Linked DNA regions of Rattus norvegicus: region 2 is linked to region 1. A link is a contact called in public Hi-C data. All regions are on one chromosome and are shown on one strand. Each heading gives the region's core, a stretch centred on a gene start, on an enhancer-like site or on the middle of the called end of the contact. The rest is flanking DNA. Distances are from core to core; before and after follow the strand shown. Region 1 holds the start of Tha1 (threonine aldolase 1). Region 2 overlaps Dnah17 (dynein, axonemal, heavy chain 17).

Region 1 (5,040 bases), core at 1,068-3,567:
GACAATGAGATAAGGGTTTGTTTTCTAAGGACTGGAATTCGGGAATCGGGCAGAGCCTGCGGGTCAGGGCCAGAGCACCCTGCTCTGGTGAAGCAGGGTGGTTTTTCTGTTAGCTGGAGGCCCCTGGGGTCCCAGGCCTGCCACACTTCTGTACACTTTAAGGATGGTTCTGCTAGGTGTTTGGGAGAGGAGAAGAGTCCCTTAGAACTGGCTCTGTCCCTATAGGTGGCCTCTGGGCTGCGGCTCCTCCCCACTTCTCCAGCCCCCTGGACTCCCAACAGGTACACCACCTTCCCGTGGCCCATGCCATCCCCTAGCCAAGTCAGTTTCTCCTCCTCCATCACCTGTGGTCAAAGACTGATGCTTCCTCCAGGAAGCCTGCCTGGCTGCTCATTCCCAACACACCACCGGCAGATACAGCAGGCAAACACAGTCTGCATCTGAGAGATGCCTCGTTAGACCAGGGCCTCTGCTCCAGTAGGCCCTGCTCAGATCATCTTACTCCCAATAGACACCATGGACAGACAACTGGAGCTTTGGAAACGGAAGCAGTCGAGCAGGGCTGAGTTCCCAACCTCCCTGTGTGAGGAAAGGTCACCCCTTGGTCCTGGTAAGACAGAATGTATCCCACAATAGAAGCACCAAGTTCCAACATCAGGATAAACAGTAGTGCTTCCCACAAGCCAGGCTGGACGAGCGCACGCAGCCTCCCATCCTCACCAGATTTAGGGACCATGAGCACAGCTTGTCTGCTGACACACGGTTCGGAGGGGGCGGATTTTATTTTCCTTGCTTTTTCATTTTCATTTTAAGTTTTTAGAAAGAGTCTTGCTCTAATGCAGACTGGCCTGAGAGTCTCAGCCATCCTCATACCTCGACAGCAACCCACACCCCACCCAGAACTGGGATCTCGCCCCTCCTCCCCTCAAAGGGCTGGGATTACAGGCATGAACCACCATGCCTACTTTTTGCAGCCCTGGGGAATCAATCCAAGGGTCTCATCCGTGCTAGCTAGGTGCTCTGTCACAGTGCTCTTGGGCATGGCGTCCATGGAAGCATCTTATCTCTCAAATGGTGTAGGAAGGAGGGAGATTTCTAGAAACCTCTGCGACTCCATTTTCCAAATGCCCTAGGAGGTCATACCTCCAGCCCCAGTTGAAGACATCCTCGTGTCCCCTCCTGCCTAATACAGCGCTCTGTAAACCTATATGGGAAGGCTGGGCGTGGTGGCTCATTCCTATATTCCCAGCACTCGGGAAGCTGCAAAAGGACTGCTGCGGCAGAGGGGCAGAATGAGTTCCAGGCTAGTATGGGCTACGGTGTGGGATTTTTAAAAAAAAACAATCCCAAAACGGGTACTAGCGAGATGGCGCCACACTGAGAAGCGCATTCCACTCTCGCGGAGAACCTCTAACTCTAGCTCCAGAGTGTCCAGCGCCCTCTTCTGGCCTCATTAGGTAACTACACTCATGTGCATCTACTCCCCACCCACACACATACTTTTAAAAGTTTTAAATTCTTTTTTTTCCCCTCCTGACACAGGGTCTCTCTGTGTAACCTTGATTGTCCTGGAACTCTGTGGACCAGGCTGACCACAAATTCAGAGATCCACCTACCTCTGCCTCCCTAGTGCTGGAATTAAAGGTGCAAGCCACCACCGCCCGGCTTTAAATTCATTTTTTAAAAAAGAGGACTGGAGATGTGTCCCATTTGGTAGCATGCTTGCTTAGCACGCACAAAGCCTTAAATTCAGTTCCCAGCACAGAGTAAACTGGGCATGGTAGAACACATCTGAAATCCGAAGCAGGAGGGTCAGACGTTCAAGGCTAACTAGGCTACCCAGTGAGTTCAGAACTAGCCTGGGATACATGTTTCAAAAGAGAAAAATTAAAAAGACCCCAGTGGTTGAAAGCTACTGTTTACGGGCAACACAGTACCATATCTGATTCCTGGACTTCACATCAGCGTCTGCAGCCTGTTTCATCCGGTGTAAAATGAGGACCGTGAGGGATGGGAGAGACGGCTCAGAAGTTAAGGTGGTACTAATTACGAAGAGAACTTGTGTTCCATTCCCAAACACCCAGGTTGTTTCCCAGAGTGGCTAGGACGCTTAATTAAGTTAAATCTGCAGCGTCGTGAACAGTACCAGGAACATGCTAAAATCACCCGAACGTCAACTACGTTACCCATTTAACAAAGCAAGGAACTGTCATTCCCAAATTCTCCTAGTCTGTGGAGTAAGGGAACACAAACTACAACTCCCAGCATGCTGCGGGGCTCGCCAGCTGCATAAAATTCCAGAAAGGACTACAATTCCCATAGTGCTCCGGGCCTTCCCAGTACAGGTCTGCTCCGGGTCAGAAGAGTCCAGCTGCACGGTTCCCCGCTGGCACGGAAGAGACGTCCACGGAGCCTGCGGGCGCGGAAAGCGAGTGCCATAGCCATGCTACGCAGCCTGGCCCGGGCCGCGGTCCCGGGGCTCAGGGTGCCCTGGGCTCAGTGGTCTAGGAATTGGGCGGGGGTCCCAGCCCACGTGGTGGACCTGCGCAGCGACACGGTGACTCGGCCAGGGCCGGCCATGAGGCGCGCTATGGCCGAAGCGGTTGTAGGAGACGATGATTACGGCGAAGACCCTACGGTCCACGGTGAGCCGGGCGAACAGGCCCGGAGCAGGGGTCGTTGCTGTGACCTCTGAACGCTGTCCACGGTGCTGACAGGGCAGCACAGACGCAGAGGGGTGCCTTGCCTGGCCTTTGAGGAAGCACCCGTAGGCTAAGTGGTGCACTCTGTGTTCTTGTGCGTTCTCGTTCGTTCTCGGGGAGATCCTTGGTAATGCAGCCTCTTGAGCTCCACACTGAACTCGGGGAGCCAGAATCTGCATTTTAACCAGACCACCGGGTAGTTTCTATCCACTGTCACTCAGTTGCCCAGATGGATGTTGTCCAGGCTTGCAAAGCAAGCCACTCCCCCCAACACCTCCACTCCCCACCCCCGATGGCCAGAGAGGAGCTCAAGGACCCACATCAGGAGCAAGGAAGAACCGGATTTGAGGCAGGTCTGACTGCAATGAGGCAGAACTACTCTCTTTCTTCACAAAGACAAAACCAATCTAGCAAAGAAAGTGCTTGCTGCTCCTTCCCAGGGGGACAGAATTTCATAATCTAGGGAGTGCTTTAAGGAGACAGCAAACCAAAGCCCACTCGGGGTCAATAACCACTGCTAAAGTGGCCCTCTAGTGCTGCTGGGTATGTACATCTTCAGCCGGTCCAGAGATAAACCACCGATCACCACCTGACCCCTGGAGGCCTGTTTGTGGGCCCAGGGATCACTGGGGCTGATCTAGAATCTTTCGACAAGGCTGTTACCAGGAACTTCAAAGCTGCTGAGCTACACCGCTCAGCAGGCACCTGGTGTAAACAGGTCACCACATCAAGGCAGGGAGGCACTGGCCTTGACAGGAATCTGAGGAGGGTGAACCAGGGCCTGGAAGGAGGAGAGAGCAGAACTCTTAAAGGGTGAGCAGCACCCAGGACTCAGGGAGACACCGGTGTGTGTCCTCTGGGGACGGAATCTAGATCACTTCAGCACTGAGCGTCACGCCACAGACAGGAAAGCCACCATGGGCGTTACACAGGCCATTTGCTCACCCACCAGCTGCACTCTTTGTGCCCTGCCAGTTCCCCAGAGGCTCTTCTTCTGTGGTGATGTGCAGAGGAAGTCTGCAGGGAAACCACAAGGCCTCACCTGCCGGGGCTGATGGGAAAGGAAGAAAAACAGGTGTGAGGTCTGGATGGGAAAGGGGGTTCAAACCACAAGAGAGTTTCAGTGGCCTGGGGTGGGGACTGCAGCCCAGGAGGATCGACAGAGGGGCCTCTGGACATGACAGGTGGTTACCAAGATCACTGACTAAGGGATGGCAGATGGACTCCGAGCCCCGCCCATGGGACCATCAGTTCTCCTCTGAACAAATGTACTTTTTAGGAGAGAAGTGCTTAAGACAAGAGTCTTGCTGTGTAGCTCAGGCCGCCCTCCAACTCAGTTATCCCCCTGCTTCAGCAGAGTACTGGAACCACAAGTCTATCCTATCCTCATACCCTGTAACAAGTTTGCACAAGGAACTGTACCAGGGTACAGTGGCCCAAGAAATTGCTGATTCTTGCCCTACCCACCCCCTCCCTTCTCAGAACTGCAGGAAAAGGCTGCAAAAGTGCTTGGGGTGGAGAGGACTCTGTTTGTGCCCACCAACACCATGGCCAACCTCATCTCTGGTGAGTGTCTACCTGCCCTTCTGAGCTGGGGTCTGTGGCACCATGGGCAGACCTGGATTTCTTTTGGGTCCAGCTGGTGGAGCACCCTGCAGTGGGAGGAGTGAGGTCTGTGAGTCTCTGCCACTCCCTAGCTCTTCCTCCTGGATGCTTGCTTACACTGCAGCCCTGGCCTGGGTTGTTTCCCAGTGTGCTTGTGTCTTCAGTTCTCTGATACGAGAGGCTGCTCTTGGTACCCCGGGCTGCCCATTCTTGGAGACAGCATCCTGGCATCCTGGCCCTCTTCCTTGCTGGCCCCGGGGTCCGATGCAGGTTGTTAGTGCCCAGCCTTCACAGTAAAACCAGCCTAGAATTGTGTATCACACCAGTCTTTTCAACATGTGGCAGTGAGGTGTTTCAAGGGGCGCTGCCTCCTGATTGACAGAGGCAGTCTCAGCTCACTGGGGGCCCTAGCTCAGCCTGGCCAAGCTGAGAACGGGCAGGGCAGAGAGAGACTCTGGACCCAGTTCCAAGTCCTGCCCTCCTCCCATCTGTCTCAGTGATGGGTCACTGCCGGCGCCGGGGTTCCCAGGTCCTCCTTGGGCAGGAGTGCCACCTCCACGTCTATGAGCAGGGCGGGGTGGCTCAGGTAAGGACCAGACAACACTCCCCTGGGGTTTTGGACATTCTCCAGCCAGCTAAGATATCAAGGTAGGCCCCCCCCGTTTCCCAGGCACCAGACTGGAACCGGCAGAAGGGATAAAGGGAGATGGAAGAGACAGCCAGTGCCCAGATT
Region 2 (5,040 bases), core at 891-3,390, 210 kb before region 1:
GTTTTGAAACACAAACAAAGCCAGATGCCAGATGTGTGATTCCAGTGCCATGGGAGGGGGAGACAGAAAGACCCCTGGGGCTCTCTGACCATAGTCCAGTCAGTTGGTGAGCTCCGCATCCACTGAGAGACCCTGCCTCAAAAAAAAAGCTAGTATTGAGCAATGGAAAAAGATACCACCGCTGTCTGGATTTCACGCGTGTTCATACCCGCACACGTGTCTGCACATTTGCACGTGCAAATGGTTCCAGTTTAATGTGTCTGTGTGTGTGCGCACTCGCTGTCTAGGTAAAGTGTGTCCAAGATGCAATTCGGGCCAAGAAAAAGAAGTTTAACTTCCTGGGAGAAATGATAAGTCTCATCCCCACTGTGGGCATCTTCATCACCATGAACCCTGGCTACGCGGGACGCACGGAACTGCCGGAGAACTTGAAGGCTCTATTCAGGTGACAGAGGAGGTGCCCAACAGTGTCCCAGACTGAAGAGTTAGTGGAGGAGCCCAAGGCTAGCTCCCAAGATGGATTAGGGGGTGAAGGGTAACAGGACAGTAGGCAGGTCCTTCAAAAAGCCCTGGGGCTCCCCAAGTGGGGGCAGTCCACAGCAGAGACACTGTTCTACATGAGGAGTCTCAGGGGAATCAGGGCAGGCATGAGGCCTGGAGCTTACTGGGTTGTGTGTGCAGAACAATGGGGTAGGGGGGCTGGAACCCAGCTACATGTAATCTTAAGGTTGACCAGTGGGGACACATGTCCCAGGGGAAGAGGGGCAGGTGGCCACTGAGGAGCCAGGGAGGTGAAAGCCAGAGAGACAGCTGCCCGCTCACCTCTCAGGCCCTGCGCTATGGTGGTCCCCGACTTTGAGCTGATCTGTGAGATTATGCTGGTGGCTGAGGGCTTCCTGGAAGCTCGCCTCCTGGCCCGGAAGTTCATCACCCTCTACACCCTGTGCAAAGAGCTGCTCTCAAAGCAGGTGTGTTCTGCCAGTTCCAGGGGTTCTTGGCCCAGCCTCAGCGATCCACGCTTATGCCTCTGCCCTCCCTAGCCCCGAGATAAACTGAGCCTGGCGGTGCCAGATGACCACTGTTGGAGGACAAGTTCACATTCGCATTCCCACTCTCCATAGGATCATTATGACTGGGGCCTTCGGGCCATCAAGTCTGTGCTGGTGGTAGCTGGCTCCTTGAAGAGGGGAGACCCTACCCGGGCAGAGGACCAGGTGCTCATGAGGGCACTGCGAGACTTCAACATCCCCAAGATCGTGACTGATGACCTGCCTGTGTTCATGGGACTGATCGGTGACCTCTTCCCAGCTCTGGACGTGCCCCGAAAGCGAGACCTGAATTTTGAGAAGGTAACTCCCCACTCCCTGTATACCTCCATATCCATCCTGAGAAACTTGCTCCTTGCTGCAAGAATTCGGGGGCCATAAACTGCGTCCTGCTCCCCAGCCAGCCCCAGATTTCAGAGGATCTAGAGTCTGGGCTCCCGGGGCAGTGTGAGTTCTGGGTGAGATCAGCACAGCTTGAAGCTCAGCCACAGGAAATGTCGTCTTCTGTACCCTCTTTTTTTTTTTTTTTTTTTTTTTTTTTTGGTACATGAGTACACTGTCACTGTCCTCAGACTCACCAGAAGAGGGCCTCGGATCCCATTACAGATGGTTGTGAGCTACCATGTGGTTTCTGGGAATTGAACTCGGGACCTCTAGAAGAACAGTCAGTGCTCTTAACTGCTGAGCCATCTCTCCAGCCCCCTTCCGGTGCCCTCTTAACCACGCCCCCACCCCTTAACCACGCCCCCGCCTGCCGTATCTCCCAGATCATCAAGCAGAGCATCGTGGAGCTCAAGCTGCAGGCAGAAGATAGCTTTGTGCTGAAAGTCGTGCAGCTGGAGGAGCTGCTTCAAGTTCGACACTCAGTATTCGTCATTGGGAACGCAGGCAGCGGCAAATCCCAGGCATGTAGCCAGCACTCATGGGTTCCCCCATCACCTGCCTCCCTGACGCCTGACGCTCACACACTCCTGTCCCCACCCCTACCCCCTCAGCATTGCCTGGGGCCATGGTGAACTCTGGAGGGTGACAGCCAACACCACCAGTGCTAGTAATAAGTAAGCCAGTCAAGTGCGTCTGGCTGAATGCCCTCAGGACGGGATCTTTACCCTCTACAAAACCCATTTCTGAAAACACAGGGGCTAGGGGTTAGAGATGCTGGGTACAGTGGTGCACACCTTTAATTCCAGTGCTCAGGAGGCAGAAGCAAGTGGATCTCTGTGAGTTCAAGGCCAACCTGACCTACATAGAAAGTTCTAGGTCAGCTGGCTACATGGTGATGTCTAACTAAGAAAATGTCAAGTCACAAATGACAGCAAGTTATTGTTTAAAAGGCAAAAAACTGTGCGTGGTGCTTTAAAAAGAAAAGAAGCATGTGCACACACAAAATATCACTCAGGTGTCCTTACAGCCAGTTTCTCTGAGTGAAAAGCATCTGGGGCTGCACAGAGGGCTGCCTCGTGCAGGTGTGCATCAGGCGCCCCCTACAGGTGCTATGACCGTTGGATCAGTGGATGCTCCCCATCCTCAGGTCCTCAAATCCCTCAACAAGACCTACCAGAACATGAAGAGGAAGCCTGTGGCAGTGGACCTGGACCCAAAGGCTGTCACCTGTGATGAGCTGTTTGGTATCATCAACCCGGCGACCAGGGAGTGGAAAGATGGTAGGTCGAATAGTGCCACCTGCACTGAGGCTGAGACCCTGACATGTCCCTGAGCAGGCTCCCTGAGACATGTCATAACCTATGCAGGTTCTGGCCACATCCTGGCCACTGCAGAAGGGCTGATGGAGCCTGTGCTGGGGCGTTCGGGGCACAGAGCACCTGTGCCACCGGCAGGAAGGAAGAGGGCTGAGACTGACCCAGACACCCAAGTAGAGGCCCCCTCACCCCAAGAGGGCTTCCCAGAGATGGAGCCCTGCTGCAGTGGCAGCCTCCTGCAGAGCATCCCAGGGAGTGATGAGAGAGCCCCTCTGTCCACAGCTTCTAGGGTTGAGGCTCCATTGGGTTTGCCTCATGAGAAAACCAAGAGAACTGAGAAATCGGCCAGGGAAACGGGGGGGGGGGGGCTGAGATGTTGCCCCCATGAGCACTTCCTGGTTGGAAGGGAAGCGCAGGCCCCCCTCCCTGTGAGAGGTGGCACCCTGACCCCTCTTCCTTACTCTTTGTGGTTTTCCCACCCACCTCCTGCGCATGTATTTCTACACGGGCATCTTGTCTCTCCCTCATGGTAAGACAAAGCTCCAGAGGGTGATGGGGCTTTGATCGTCCCCGGCTTTGTCCCCAAACTATCCCCTACCCCTTTCCGTGCTGGGTACATGGAGAGCTCGTGCGCACGTGCATGTGAGCAAGTGACTGAGTGAGCATGTGCGTCAAGCATTGCGCAGTGACCCACCACAGGAGGCTGCTGATCCTTAAAGAGCTGAGGCAGGCCAGAGCCTCAGAAAGTGAACTGGAGGGCAATGGTGGAAAAGGGGCGGGGCTGAGGGGGTCAGAAGAAGGAGGTCAATGATGGGAAGGGGCGGGGCTGGGAGGGGAATCAAAGGTGGAAAGGGGGTGGGGCTGAGAGATCAGAAGGCAAGAGCAGGGCTTAGCATGAGGAGGAACTAGAAGGCCACAGTTGTTCCTCTAAGGATGGGACCTGCCACCTCTGAGAAACTGAGCAGGCCAGGTCCACGCTGGCATGATGGAATGAAGGCCACAGAGTGTCCAGCATGTTATTTAGCCCCCCTCCCAGTTGGGGCCACAGGTGTCACCAGCCTGCCTCCCTCCAGGCCTGTTCTCAACCATCATGCGGGACCTGGCCAACATCACGCACGACGGGCCCAAGTGGATTGTCCTGGATGGAGACATAGACCCCATGTGGATTGAGTCTCTCAACACAGTCATGGATGACAACAAGGTACACTACTCCTGGATTCACAGCCGAGCCCCCATCACCACCACAGTATGAGAGAGCCTACAGGCCATGGGCAGTGTACACTCAGTGCTGGGGATGGTGGGGGTGGGGCAAGGTGGCCAGGAATCTGTCAAAAGCCCCACAGAGAAAGTCATGGACTGTAGACAGCACCTGCCACAACAGTCGCTCCCTATGGAGGACACAGAACCATGCGCTCCTGAACCTGCCTGTGGTTCTGCCTCTGCGCGGGTCGGAGTAAAGCTGGAGGCTCGTTCTCCACCTGATTCGTGCGCAGCATAGAAACAATACTTGGCGGGGCAGAAACAGCCTCCAGAGCAGTCTAGAAGCAGCTTAAGAAAATGATTCTTCCCAGTACTGGGGAGGGCAGGCAGGAGGATCATGAGTTCAAGGCCTGCTTGGGCTGCATAGCCAGGCTCTGTCTCAAAAGCAGGGCTTCTCCGCTGGATAGGAGACACAGAAGGATCTATAGAGGAGAGGGTTGTGGTTTTAGAAGGATGCCTGTGTTAGCTGGGCATGCACGCAGGCAGGTGCGTAGTGAAGGGAGGCTGGAGGCAAAGAGAGCCGAGAGAGTCATGGTGGCTACACATGTGCCACCTTCAGTGGCTTCTCCTCTGGGGACTGCCACTGACCAATGGGCTTGCTTCGTCCTCCCTAGGTCCTCACCCTGGCCAGCAATGAGCGGATTCCCTTGAATCGCACCATGAGGCTGGTGTTTGAGATCAGTCACCTAAGGACAGCCACCCCGGCCACCGTCTCTAGGGCCGGCATACTCTACATTAACCCTGCCGATCTGGGATGGAACCCGTGAGTAAGGCTTGGGCGCTCTCATCCCAAACCATGGCAGAGAAAGTGGTCAGCAGACTGTCTGTCATGGTGGTATATGCTTGGGTGTACCTGTCCACTCACATAAGTACCGTGGGCCATTTTACCTCATGTTTCGTGGGTTGTATCAGAGCTGTGCGTGCTGGCTCCCCTACCCTACCCCGTCACTGAGGTAAAAGGATGGGGCGTGGGACAGAAGCTCGCCATGACAGTGACAGCATGGCAGCTGGGGAAAGCCTTTGGTACGACGGCT

Evidence for each region. Hi-C and Micro-C count contacts between places; a contact is called where the count stands out from the background.
Region 2: a Hi-C map of kidney shows a contact between it and region 1, with 4 times the contacts expected there. The contact joins the enhancer-like site here to the promoter of Tha1 in region 1. A contact is called at or near these places in 4 of 12 Hi-C or Micro-C datasets (the A7r5 cell line, the Rat2 cell line, kidney and 1 more).

Annotation. Positions count from the first base shown.
Region 1 is chr10:103,596,128-103,601,167 of GRCr8, reverse strand. Tha1 (threonine aldolase 1) reads left to right here and starts at 2,317. Exons shown (of 7, transcript XM_006247854.4): 1 at 2,317-2,645; 2 at 4,185-4,268; 3 at 4,805-4,893. The coding sequence starts at 2,444.
Region 2 is chr10:103,806,486-103,811,525 of GRCr8, reverse strand. Dnah17 (dynein, axonemal, heavy chain 17) reads left to right here. Exons shown (of 80, transcript XM_039087512.2): 37 at 288-445; 38 at 830-968; 39 at 1,122-1,349; 40 at 1,814-1,951; 41 at 2,578-2,710; 42 at 3,820-3,947; 43 at 4,621-4,769. Among named protein-coding and RNA genes, the nearest start is that of Dnah17, 53 kb to the left of the region's middle. Within about 2 kb of position 2,140, at least 2 of the 93 cell types and tissues checked have an H3K27ac peak or open chromatin away from gene starts, as enhancers often do. A contact at or near this core is called in kidney, where this site is marked.